Linked DNA regions of Mus musculus: region 2 is linked to region 1. The links are chromatin contacts, called in public HiChIP or PLAC-seq maps. All regions are on one chromosome and are shown on one strand. Each heading gives the region's core, a stretch centred on a gene start, on an enhancer-like site or on the middle of the called end of the contact. The rest is flanking DNA. Distances are from core to core; before and after follow the strand shown. Region 1 has its middle 120 kb from the start of Gm22789. Region 2 has its middle 450 kb from the start of Gm22789.

Region 1 (6,589 bases), core at 352-2,851:
AATATATCACCCCATTATTACCAACTTAAAGCCTATTTCATTGTCATCATCCATTTGGGACTTAATGGTGTTTACTTAAGCTTTCACAGAGTTCTTTGTGACATGAAGCTGGACTCAGCCTAGCAACTGTAGCTAACAGACTCAGAGCCTAACTGTGCCAATGCAAAAATCAGTGGCTTACAATATCTCTGGACATCAGAGAGGTGTGCACTCTGAAACATCCAAAGGGTCTAAGAAAAGAAAATAAATGGTTAGCTACCAAGATAGACAAAGAAAATAACAAGCAACATTCTGCGAGTCTCATGCTTCTTAGCAGCCTTTAGTGAGACGGAGGGAAAGAGATGGTGATGTGGCCATTTGTCAGCTCATGCTGTGGGAGTTGATGTCAGGACAGATGCATTAGCACTTGGTAATAGCCTCCCACAAGGACTTAGTATGACTCAAAGATGCCTAAGCAGGGCTGCTGGGTATAACCAATATGCTCAACCTAGCCAATTCAATGATCACAAAAACCACAAAAGCCTTTCAGCCACTGTGAGATGGCCACTCCCCGGTTGTCCTCAGCAAACATAGGTATGCATGAGGTTCCTAGAATATTTACTTTTACTTAAGAAGGAATTTAAATTGGTTTCTTCTTGTCCAACTGTTGTTTCTTTTTTGCTTTCTGGTAACCTTTCTAAAGGCAAAATGGAAGGACACCTTCCCTAGTAGTGGCCACACCCTAACAGTGTGTATGCAAATGTTAGAAAAGTGTTGCCTGAGTCATCTGCATGCCTGGACCCCCCACTAGGTCAGTAGGATCTTTCTAGTAAACCACACATCATGAGCTTTTTCAGGTTACTCATGTTACAATTCAGTTATTTTTTTGTTCTTTTCCTTGTCCTGCCCAATTTCAAGAAAAATACTATGCCTTTAAAGTCAAGGTAAGTTTAGCTCTCACTAGGTCAAGATGATGTTTGATTTTCAAAGTTCTTATGGGAAAGTTATTGCCCAGAAAAGAAGTACTTCCAGGAGCAGAGTTTGTGTACACAGTGTGGCTAGATCTTGATGTGAACTGTCAATTGCTTGGAACACCTACCCAAACTCCACCCCCATCCCAGAACAAAGAGACACTCCCCAAGAGAGGAGGAGGCTGACATGGTGGCTGGACTGTCTCCTCCCAGTCTGGTTCCTTTGTTGGGATCCTTGATGTAATTGTTAAAGTTGGATCTACTGTGGCCACTACTGACTCAGCTAGAACAGAGCTAGGCAGCTCAGAGTGAGCTCGGGTTCACTAACTCCACCCTGGCTTTTGTTTCAGCTCCTTGATGAAGCACAGACTGGGAAAGTAACAGCACTTTCCCAACCCACGCGCTTCTCTCTCATTCCACATCAGATTCCACTTCACAATTCTCTTCTCTGCCAGGCTGTGCCTGCTTTCTCCCACACCCAGAACTCCTGTAGTGTCTGGCAGAGCTCTAATACTGAGAGATAAGAATCAGCCCTGACTCTGGGAAGGTGGGAAAACCATAAAGATTTCAGGGAGGGAAAATCTATTGGATCCCTTTTTGAGTTAAAGCAGGAGTTACCAGCAGGGAGCAAAACAAGACCGTACTGCCACCTACAGGCCAAACTCCCTAAAGACAGGCACCCAGGTGACCAAGAAAGCCTTGTTGCTTTCATGTCTGCGTCTTCTGTGAGAATCATCAACCCAGGAGTATAGTGTCCTGGAGAGTGGCCAGGAATGAACTCCTGCTCTTAAGATTCTGAACTACCATGAAAAGTGAAAAACGTGTGTGCAAAATACAAGTCACTGCGTAGGACAGGGAAGGGGGAAGCCTGAGGGAGAAGACGAGGAACCTCGAGCCTGTCTGGAAAGGGTCCTCACATGCATGTTATGTAAGTGCTTAAAAATGATTAAGGGCTAGGGAACCATACTCGATAGCCTGACTTACTGCAAGTAAACAAAGACAATTAAAATTATCTATGGCTTTATATTCTTCTGCAGTGCTTGAAAGTGCGGCAATTGAGCCTTCTATAAAGTATAGGCACAGAATACTTTATATGATGGATGAAGCCACTTAGCTGCCTTAAACCCAGAGAAGCTCACCATACATCAGCGCAGCTACCCCCAGCCCCCGTGCATAACAAGGGTTTGTGGTTTCCCTAGTCCTCCAGAAGTAAAAGGGGCAGTTTAACAGTACTTCCCTAGACCCTACTACAGTGCTCTATTCCCTCTTCAGCCCCTGTCCCACACAGTGCAGCCAGTTTTCTGTGGTCCAGTCAAATCAACAACATTGGTTTTGTCTATGAGTCAGCATTCTGAGATTTACTGAAGTGACAGCGAATCCCTGATACATTTGATGATCTTGGAATGGCTGAAGGGTGAGATGGACCTTCTCCTCAATCATATCCCAGTGGTTATTATGGTTATTTCTAATTAAGTCAGCCAAAGCTGTTGCTAGGAACATCTATCTATGATCTCTCCTGTGGCCTGAGGCTCTTCAAATAAATCACAATGGGGTTGTCAGCTTGACAGACTGAATATCCAAAGAGGGCCAGACATACAGAAAAAAACATACAAAAGAAGAAGATACCACATGTGCATGGCCACGTGTGCAAACACACATGCAGAGTGGAGGAGAAGAGACTGACACAAAATGGAGACAGAGACGGAGAGAACAAGAATACAAACCAGGTGAAACCTAGGCCCTCCCTCGACCCAATTTTGGAGGACACTTCTGGGTCTCAAGCCCACTCAGGCGCATCAGGTCTTTGTCTTAAGAAGCAAAAGGAAAGTTTTTGGAAGAACATATGACCCCAAAGTGTTTCCTTAGCCACTTTAGAAAAGCAGCATTTGTATACTGTGCCATCTGAGTGATCAATTTCAATTACAACTGCTAAGTGGATTTTGGTAGTATCCAGTGGAAAGAATGTAGAAATGTAGTTTTCTCAGCTAGAGAGAACAAATGAAAAATAATAACTATTCTGTAAAGAAAAAAATCCATGGTTCTATTTCAGTGATTTTTCAGAAACAATCCACTCTCGGTGTCTATTAGCTGATTCTATACTGTGCTTAATTCATGCTGAATCTTACATTCAACTTCCTTTTCTGAGGTATTCCAAATCTATGTCACTTCCTCCAATCACTACTATCCTATGAAAATAGATGCAATGAGCACTCTTAAAAGATTTCTGGGGAAAATATCTAGCTTCCAGATTATGTGCAAATCAGGCTCAATAAAATCTGCTGACTATTCCAGATCCACTATTTTAAAACAGTGCTCAAATTTTACAAGCCAATTCTTGTCATGATTGCCCCTCAATTATACACACAACCTCAGAGAGACAGTAGAGATATTACTTTGTTTCCTTGCAACCCAAGCTACACTTTAAGGATCAATTCCTCCCAGTCCTAGGCCTTCCCTACCTGCTACTTTTCAACACCAGTTAAGTACCAAGTTACTACAAAGTTAAAATGTTCTCAATTTCCTTTTGCATTTGTGTCACATGGTACAAAATTAAAAATAGTCATGAAAAGAAGCAGTGGACTTTAAATTCCACATCTGTCCTTCAGCCCCAACCACTCACAAACGTCATTAGTAATGTGCAAATGAAGAAACTCAGCTCCCTTACCTACCCTCTGGTCCCATTGTCATTATTTTAACAGCAAATCTTTCATACCTTTTTTTTTTTTTTTTTTGCAAGTGTTTGAACAGTTTCTGTATTTCCTTTAATGGCTGCTTGGTATATCACTGTATGGATAAGGTCAGCCTCATACATTCTGGGCATCTTGTTTGTCGATCCCTAGATCTACAGCCACAACTTTTCCATGTACATTTCCATCTTATCAGTATGACTTCAGTAAGGGCAGAGGCAAGAGGCAGGTCTCAAAAGATGTGCTGCTTTGCCCTCGCTGTATAGTGGGTCCATGCTCCTGTAGCTGCCCTGTACACAAGGAATCAATGTCATGGATGCAGATGGAAACTCAACTCTAATTTTCAGGGTTGTGAAAACCTGTCAGAGATTCCTGGCTCTCTTCAAGAAGAGCTTTTCGTCATTTTAAGTGGCTGAGGAGCTATCGATTTTTTGGTGATCCATTTGTAGAGAAGCTCTGTTACAGGTACTAATTCAGGCTTCACAGGCATGTGTTTTGAGTGCCACAGCCCTGTTTTCTGCCATGAGGAAGGGTCTGGGCTCACTAAGAACTACAGGCTCCATACTATTGTGTGTGTTTCTTATACTAGAAAGGCACAGGAAGGTGAGAACCATATTATCTTATTATCTCTAAATAAACTGCAAACATAAAGTTCACAGTGTCCCTGGGTTAGAATGAAGGCTGGGATAGGAAGTAACCGACTTTTCACTAAGCCTTCTCTGGTACAAATTACATCTTGACTGCCCTGAATTCGAAACAAGATGAGATTCGAGATTCATGATGAAATGAATCTACACTGCATCTTTCTGAGGTAGGAATTATGAAGAGTATGTCCACTTTGCCTTCCACATTGACAGCTGATTCAGTCAGCTGTATATTAGATACAGATTCCAAGATACTGTCTACGGCCACCCAATTATAAGTTGCTTTGAGGACTTTAAAGCTCACAAAGGCTGTTGGTTTGTTGAACACAGATTTTAAAAGCATATGTTTGAACCTGTGGCCTAGCTAGCAATACCCAGCTCACATGAGGCCTCCAGCCCCCAGGAAAACTAAAGACATACACTACACAGGTAAGCCATAAAGGATGGGCAATAAGAGGAGTCTGTCTCCTCCTCTTTTGTGTTTCTCAGGACTCTTCAGTTAGTGGGAACCTTCAGATGTATCTGGGAATGAACTGAGCTATATGAGCCTTCAATACAAATGAGTGGCCTCTGCTTGAGCTATGAGCCTTCGATGCAAATGAGTGGCCTTGGCAAGTTGAATACATGAAGAACACAGTGATCTCTTGGTTTCTTACATAGAGACAACTGCACTTATCTGTCAAAGCTGCTTTAAGAATCAAGATGATGGAAGTGAAGGGCCTGGCTCTATGACTACCATAACAACATCAGGAAATATATCTCATCTCTTTCCACTCACTCATCCCTAGCAACTGTCAGCCTGCTTCACATCTCTCCTCAGTCCCAAAAATGCCTACCGGCTACCAAGGGCAACTGTCGGATGGCCTGAGAAGACTTTGCTCATCATAAAGGAATATGTCTGAAGAGGAGAAAGCCACACAAGCTGGACTTTCTGCCTTGAGTACCTCACATCCCCACTTCCTAGGCAAAAAGTTTCTTAACACATTCTTGCTTGAACTGTGGGAAGCATGGGAGTGCCTAGTGACATTTGAAAGGTCCAGTAAACAGTTTTTCTACGCTGCCTGGTCAAGCAGAAACTATATTTTATTATTTGACAGAAAGCACTGACATTCTGCTTCATTTTAGGGAAAACACTGGCCACACCACAGACATTAGTTCAGACCAGTTTTGCAAAACCCAGCTAGGTAAGGGGATTACTGTAGGACCTTCAGTGGGCAAGTTAATTATGCCTCTATTTATACCTAGGTTGAACCCAATTTTCTCCCCCTGCCAGAAAACCTGCTTTCTGAGTAAGGTCTTCCCCTTTTTTCTAGAGAATAAATTTTTTAAAAAATCATGTGATAGCATTGCAAGCTACATTGGCTTGAGAGCTGGAGGAGATGGTTATAAGGGAAACCTAAGGTTCCTGTGTGTTGTAAGAGCTGATATGTGTCATGTTGAGAGATCCAGGTACATGTGGTTACCTGTGAGTCCATTAAATACTACCTGGTTTCCTGTGGCTCACAAGGTCCTAAGCATACTGCAAAAAAAAGAAGGATGGATTCCTGGCTGTCATTCTCTCTCCTTGAGCTGATACCATACACTCTACTCACATTTGCCTTCACTTTTCTCACCTACATGATACTTTTCTTAGTGTCAGGAATCTTCCCTGTTTAACTCAAATTCTCTAAGAAGCACCTCAGACAAATGGGCCCACGATTTGGAAAGGCTCTCCTAAGTAGATTTCTCTTATGTTATTTCCAACCTAACTCTTCTAGGAATTTCAACTCTGTCCCTGATCTCTGAGTAGCTTTGGATATGAATGCACCTAGAGAGAATGGCAGCAACATGGAATAGGTGGAAGATATTTTCTACAGCTCAACAAAATTGTAATTGTACCTACCCTTCAGGTATATCCAACCGGCTAAGGTAACCATGCATCTCTCCTGCCCACTCATTCCACTGGCTGTCCATTCAAAGGTGTCCAGGCAGTGTCACTGCAGACGATGAAAAAGTTACACACACCATGCTTCTCTGTGAAGCAAGCAGGAAATGTTAGTATCAAAATTAAGTTTTTTTCTCTGGTTGGAGAAATGGCTCAGCACTTGAGAACATTGTCTGCTCTTCTAGAGGACCTAAATTTGATTCCCAGCACCCACATGATGGCCTAAAACAGTCTGTACCTCTAGTCCCAGGGCATCTGGAACCCTCTTCAGGCCTGGGTGGGAACCAGACATGCACATTGTACATAGACCTATATGCAGGCAAAAACCCCCATACACATAAAAATTGGTAGATTTTTAAAAATTAGATAAGTTGCTCTTTATTC
Region 2 (7,117 bases), core at 87-2,586, 330 kb before region 1:
TGTTAGAGTTGGGATTCTGAACTTGCGGCTGTCTTCTTTTAGGTTTGTTGAAGGATTGCTTTCTTGCTTTTTCTAGGGTGTAATTTCTGTGTTTGTGTCAGTGTTTTCCCTTTATTATCCTTTGAAGGGCTGGATTCATGGATAGATATTGTGTGTATTTGGTTTTATCATGGAATACCTTGGTTTCTCCATCTATGGTAATTGAGAGTTTTTCTGGGTATAGTAGCCTGAGCTGGCATTTGTGTTCTCTTTGTGTATGTGTAACATCGGTACTGGATCTTTTGGCTTTCATAGCCTCTTGTGAGAATTCTGGTGTAATTCTAATAGGTCTGCCTTTATATGTTACTTGACAGTATTCCCTTACTGCTTTTAATATTCTATCTTTATTTAGTGCATTTGTTGTTCTGATTATTATGTGTTGGGAGGAATTTCTTTTCTGGTTCAGTCTATTTGGAGTTCTCTAGTCTTCTTGTATGTTCATGCACATCTCTTTCTTTAGGTTAGTGAAGTTTTCTTCTATAATTTTGTTGAAGATATTTACTGGCCCTTTAAGTTGAAAATCTTCATTCTCATCTTTACTTATCCTTACATTTGGTCTTCTCATTATGTCCTGGATTTCCTGGATGTTTTGGGTTAGGATCTTTTTGCATTTTGCATTTTCTTTGATTGTTGCATCCATGTTTTCTATGGAATCTTCTGTATCTGAGATTCTTTCTTCCATCTTTTGTATTCCGTTGCTGATGCTCGTATCTATGGTTTCTGATTTCTTTCCTAGGATTTCTATCTCCAGAGTTGTCTCCCTTTGGGTTTCCTTCTTTGTTTCTACTTCCATTTTTAGATCTTGGATGGTTTTGTTCAATTACATCACCTGTTTGGTTGTGTTTTCCTGTAATTCTTTAAGGGATTTTTTTGTGTTTCCTCTTTAAGAACTTCTACCTGTTTAGCAGTGTTTTCCTGTAATTCTTTAAGCACTTCCACTTGTTTAGCGTGTTCTCTTATATTTCTTTTAGTGAGTTATTAATGCCTTTCTTAAAATCCTCTACCAGAATCATGAATTTTTTTATTCCAAATCTTGCTTTTCAGGTTTGTTGGGGTATCCAGGACTCACTCTAGTGGGAGTACTGGGTTCTGATGATACCAATTGGTCTTGGTTTTTGTTAGTAAGATTATTAAATTTGCCTTTCACTATCTCGTAATCTCTGGTGTTAGATGTTCTAGCTGTCTCTGGCTGAAGCTTGTTCCTCCTGTGATTCTTATCCTCTGTCAATACTCCTGTGAGTCCAACACTCTCCTGAGTCCCAGTGGTCAGAGCACTCCCTGCAGGCAACCTTTCCTCTGGCACGGAATGGTCCCTGGGGTCTGGGTCTCAGCTCTGCCTCCTGGCTGAGGTTGAAGGCCCCAAGGGACCGTGCCCAAGAAGCTCTGTTGCTTCTGCCACCCACGTGCTCTCCTGAGTCTCAGTGTTCCCAAGATTCTGGGTGTGCTAGGGCCTGCCTTTGTCCTTTGACCCTGTTGCTGCTAGCACAAGACCCTCTGGGTTTTTTGGAATAGATGTTGAGTTCCACTCACCAGTGATATCACATTCCTCAGTGTGCTAGGGTTCCTGTAGTGTGGAGAGTCCTCTGGGGACTTTGGGACCCTCTGTGGAGTTTGCCCCCAAGATCGCCCTTTTATTTTTAACAATTGCAGATTATTAGATGGGTGTTTTTACGTTGTCACATCTTAAATCGTAAAAAGATTAAACTGAACTCGAGAGATGATTCACTGGATAAAAGTATCTACCATGCAAGCCAGACAACTGGAGTTCAATACCCAGAACCCACAGTGAAAGGAGAAAACTAATTTCTAAATGTTGTTCTCTGAGTTCTATAATTCCCATGAATACCCTCACTTGCATATACATACACACACCTACATCTTAATAAAATAAATACAATTATGTAAATATTTGTATATTAAGACAAAATGATAGATTACATCATCATAATAAAGTATATCAATGATGGACACAGTATATAAAACAGCCAACTCTTGGTGTACCACAAGCATGTGGCATGAAATTCAAATGAAATGTGTGAATTCTAAGCATCCATGTAATTATTTTCTCTGAAAAGCCATTCAAGGGTTCATGTTGAAAACTGACTTGACATCTTCTTCCCTTAGTAGCAGGCATCCTGTATGTGAAATATCTGTAGACCTACTTGTCTGTTATCCAGGTTTTCACAGTGATGTTACTATTTAAGGTTGTGACAGCTGATAGAGTATGTCAAATCACAAAAATCTGGTGTATGGCAAGGACAAAATTCAGCTACATTAGTTCTGGCTGCCGAGCTACATGTGCTATTTACATATATGGCTATTCTGACAATGATGCAGGAAGTCAATTAAAATAATGAATTTTTAAATCACACAGGAATTTTATAACTTTATTTTGACTATATCACTAACCTACCCATTCATATATTATTGCCTTTGAAGTAATTAATGTACTTGAAGCCATGTTAGAAATGTATTAATAACTTCAAGTCATCTGAATAATTCATCAACTTCTCTCTCTCTCTCTAAGTGTATATATATATATTCCAATGACTTAGTGAAGTTGGAACTTTAAAATCAATGTTTAAATGGTATAAGATTATGCCTAAAATATTATCAAAATTCATTGATAGCTCTTTTCCCCCAAGCTACTTTTGTTCTCATTGGAAAAGAAATGTTTTTAAAATGAAAGTTGTCCCAGATAAAAATTTCTGCTAACTTAACTTTAATTAAGAATGTAAAATATAGACCTCAAATTAAGCAAATTCACTAAGTTTCAAATTTGAGAGAAAAAGAGTCATCTTCCTTTATCATTTTGAATAATGCCCCACATAAAACAAAGACACTATTCTGTAATTATCTGAAACCACAGACTATCTTTTACTTAATGTGAGATGACAGACATAGTGGGAAGAGCTTTGGCTTTGGTGAGGAGTACTTAAACGCGTTCTCACGACCGGCCAGGAAGAACACAACCAACCAGAATCTTCTGCGGCAAAACTTTATTGCTTACATCTTTAGGAGCCAGGAGCACAAGCCCCAAGCCCCAAAAACGAAAGCCCCCCGCTTACATCTTTAGGAGCCAGAGCGCCAGCGCGCCAGAGCGCCAGAGAGCCAGAGCGCAGAGCAAGAGCTCTATTGTTTACATCTTTAGGAGCAAGCGAGCAAGAGCCAGAGCCAGAGAGCAAAAGCGCAAGAGCGCAAGCAAGAGAGGGAATGGCGGAAACCCCGTCCCCTTTAAGGAGAATTATCCTTTGTCTAGGACGTATCACTCCCTGATTGGCTGCAGTCCATGGCCGAGTTGTTGCCACGGGGAAGGCAGAGTACATGGGGTAGAGAAATACCCTTGGCACATGCGCAGATTATTTGTTTACCACTTAGAACACAGGATGTCAGCGCCATCTTGTGACGGCGAATGTGGGGGCGGCTCCCAACAAGGAGTGACTGGTATTTGACTTTACAATGTTTCTGGGATTTGAGTTTGTTTAATATATACAAAGTTTTAGAATAATGAACTTATCCTAATAAGACTGGGTTTCTGCATTTGTACATTGAGTTTTATATTTTCCTTCCCATAGCACTGTATAGAAACATATATGTCATTGAATCCTTAAAACATTCAATCCAAGCAATAATCACAAAATAGGGCAGATGATATATTCTTATTGTCTTTGTTTCTGTCTTTGTACCCATCTATCACTAGCTGTAGTGGATTTCTCCTTACTTCTAGAGCATCAAGATCTAGGTCTTGATGATGATCATCACTATAATAAACATCATCGCCCTCACACTAACTTCTACTCTTGGTATCGTGCCAAACACTTTGTACGTGTAATCATAAATATGGCATGGTAACATATTTATTTAATCCCAGCACTTGGGAAGATGGGGTGAGAGCATTGTGAGTTGAAGGCCAATGTGGAATACATAGATTCTATCAAAAGAAAAATGAGGAAAACAAGGGATGAAAACTATATAACTAAGTCAATTGACTTGTAGTTGTAGAAAAGCAACAGGTTAAACTATCGCTCAAGATCTATAACTATTTTATCTTGTTGACTTCTTGATATTGACATTTCCCAGATTATTTTGCTTTGAGCCTTTTCTGCAATGTTTCTCATTCAGTTACCTTCCATTAGTTTCATGGCTTTAAATACCACCTGCCCACCAGAAATATATGTTTATGTATATACATATGGGTAGCCTAGATAACAGAATTGTCTTCAGTTACAGATCATGTTAGATTACCTATCCCTGAGATTGCATATATATTAGTTTTAACTCTGGGCATTTTCACTAGATCGCTACTCTACTGCTTAGTTTTGCGGACTTTGTTAAAGGTACTTAAATGTTTTTGTCGTGTGTGTGTGTGTGTGTGTGTGTGTGTGTGTGTGTGTTTGCACATGTGTATGCATGCTCACATGCAAACCTGTGCATCCATGCATGAATAGACATGATATATGTGTCTGTGAGTGCATATGCCACATGGCTAATATGAAGAGGTCAAAGAACAACATTGTTGAGTCATTTTCATCATTCCATTATTTCAATGGGCTCCAAGAATCAAACTCAAGTCACTGGGTTTATGTGTCAAGTGCTATTACCAGCAGTTTCATCATAATGATGCCCTAAGAAAGCTGGCAGATCTCAATTAATTTCTTTTTTCTTTTGTTGTTGTACTAAGGATCAAAACCAACAACTCATGAATGCTTTGCCAGCTATCAGGCTTTATTCTCAACTCTATATTCCCAATTTGTTTTGATTAACGAAATACATGGGAATGTCCTTGACTTTCCTCACATTCTATCCAGGTAAGTAGCAGAGAATAAAAACATCCAGAGAATGTGCTTCTCCTTGAGGAGTATTCTGGCTCCGCCTCTAATCTGAAGATGGCTCCTGTCATTCTTTTACCTTCTCCCTTGCCTCTTCTATGGCAGTAGTATGGGGCATGGTAGATTGTTAAAATATAGATTGATTTGTGACACAAGGTGATCATAACTGCCTGCCATTGTGAGTACTCTAAGAACCCTTACCTTTTGTAAGAGCAACATATTTGTTGGATCTCAGCTTTATCTGCCTCCCTCTAGTCTCTCTGGCTATTGCCTGAGTTTGCCCCCATGCTCTGTCCTTACTACTTATTCTTTTGCCTGAATGAAGCCTGCAGGCTGAGGGCTCCACATATACTTCTTGTTGTCTCTCTTCCTGGACATCTTCAAGTTCCTTTATATACTTTTCCACTTTGCACCACACAAGTTTCCTTTTCTCAGGGATTTTCATGGCCATGCCAGCAATTCCAACCGTACTTGCCAGCCTTAATTTCTTACAGCAGATATTACCTTTTAATGCTTTTGATTTTTTTTTTAATTTTAAATATTTTGTGCTACCTATTTATGGATAGATTTATGGAGCCTTTCCCTATCTTATTGTCCTATAAAGACCATGGAAGTAGAATTTCCTTTCAATTTTACTCACTGGCATAGATAAAATAAAGCTATTATTCATAAATGTATTTGAAATAATGGGTATATTTTATGCTGAGTATTAGCTCAAGAGTAAACTAAAGCAAGTGAAAGAGGCAAACATTAGGGGTTGGCTCAATTTACAACAGCCTCAATTTATAACTAGCTATGAGAATTAACCCATCCCTGAGAAAGGAACAAATTCATATAAAAAATCATGTTTTACCATTGTATTGGGAATTAATTTTCCAGCATATGATCTTTAAGGGAATGAGTTCAAATACAACAACCAGTGTTACTTTTTTCAGGCTTTTAGAAGATGTTTGCAAAGGCAAGTACTTGTGGAGATTTATGTCCTCTTTTTATGTCTTGTGAGGCCTCACCTTCTATATACTCATCTCTCTCCCTCCGTGGCCATGGCCAGTGCCAAGTGGCTGTGTCACAGTGCAATCCCTCTCCTCTTTCAGAAAGAGGTAACGTTGTGTTTCCATAGCTTTACCCTCCTAGAGCATTTTGTTATGCTCAGTAGGTTAACTGTTTCTATATATACTGTACAAATAAACTGGTATACTAAGTGTTCTGACTTGTTAATACCATGATGCCTACTGACCTAGCCAAGACTTCAGGGGACTATCAGAATGATGCATCACTTTGGGATACACAGACTTGGAAATATTAACAGTAATTCTAGGTGAGAATGTAAAAATTATCAAGGGCTTAGCAGGTTCCTGGTATCAGCCCAACACTTATGCAACAATACACAACGAATTTCCCCTGAGCTGAGCAGGCTTTTCTGTTTTCTGTTAAATGAAAACCCAGAAACTGCTTAAGAAACAATCTTTACTCTGTGTAGATTCATGAAAATCACATCCCTTGAGTTTATGTACAAAGGGTTTTAGAAGCCACAGTGTGTTTTGTTACTACAGGTTTCCAATTTCTCAAATAGATGTTTCTTACAAGGGCATTCAATAAAATCTAAGGTCATAACACAGCTATACCAGGAAAGGCTGTTACTGGACATGTGTGAATTAATTTGAACCAAGAGTGTTCGTTTCTAGAGCTGAAACAGCTCTACCTGGTCTTCACAAAACACAGGAAATAAATGTTTGAACACTATCTCTAGTGTTCTCATGGATTTTTTTATGGATTCCTAGGATAGCAATGAAAAACAGTTGTCAATAAATAACCCTAACTATGATTTGTCTTGGCTATTTTTTCTTTAAAAAAAAAAAAAAGAATCACATATGGCTAGTGCTAGTATTTGGTTTGAAATATCGCATACTGACTTGGACTGAAGTCTTGGCTCCTAGTCCACGTGACTCTTGGAATGTGATGGAACCTTTAATGAGAAAGTATGTTAGCTATAGGAAGTGAAGGCACTGGAGCCAGGTTCTTGAGAGGGACATTGGAATCCCAGGCCCTTTCTCTTTCCTGCCAATAAAAGCTTTCTTTAGCCATATGTTTCCCTTGTGATATATTATGACACAACCCAAACAAAAACCAGTAATATTAGCTGAGATCTCTGAGACACAGAGAGAGAATAACTCTTTTTCTCCTTTGACCTTGGTCTTCTCTGGTACTTTGTCATACTAATTAACAGCTGTCTAACATGGCCATTTTAT

The links. HiChIP or PLAC-seq counts read pairs in DNA pulled down with a chosen protein or histone mark.
Region 2: a contact with region 1 is called in an Esrrb HiChIP or PLAC-seq map of embryonic stem cells, with 16 times the contacts expected there. The contact joins two enhancer-like sites. A contact is called at or near these places in 1 of 484 Hi-C or Micro-C datasets (embryonic stem cells), 5 of 115 datasets of contacts at active chromatin or transcription factors (all in embryonic stem cells) and 1 of 9 other capture datasets (embryonic stem cells).

The regions. Positions count from the first base shown.
Region 1 is chr11:12,806,398-12,812,986 of GRCm38.p6, reverse strand. No RefSeq gene overlaps it. Among named protein-coding and RNA genes, the nearest start is that of Gm22789, 120 kb to the right of the region's middle. Within about 2 kb of position 1,601, at least 54 of the 459 cell types and tissues checked have an H3K27ac peak or open chromatin away from gene starts, as enhancers often do. A contact at or near this core is called in embryonic stem cells, where this site is marked.
Region 2 is chr11:13,137,165-13,144,281 of GRCm38.p6, reverse strand. No RefSeq gene overlaps it. Among named protein-coding and RNA genes, the nearest start is that of Gm22789, 450 kb to the right of the region's middle. Within about 2 kb of position 1,336, at least 3 of the 459 cell types and tissues checked have an H3K27ac peak or open chromatin away from gene starts, as enhancers often do. A contact at or near this core is called in embryonic stem cells, where this site is marked.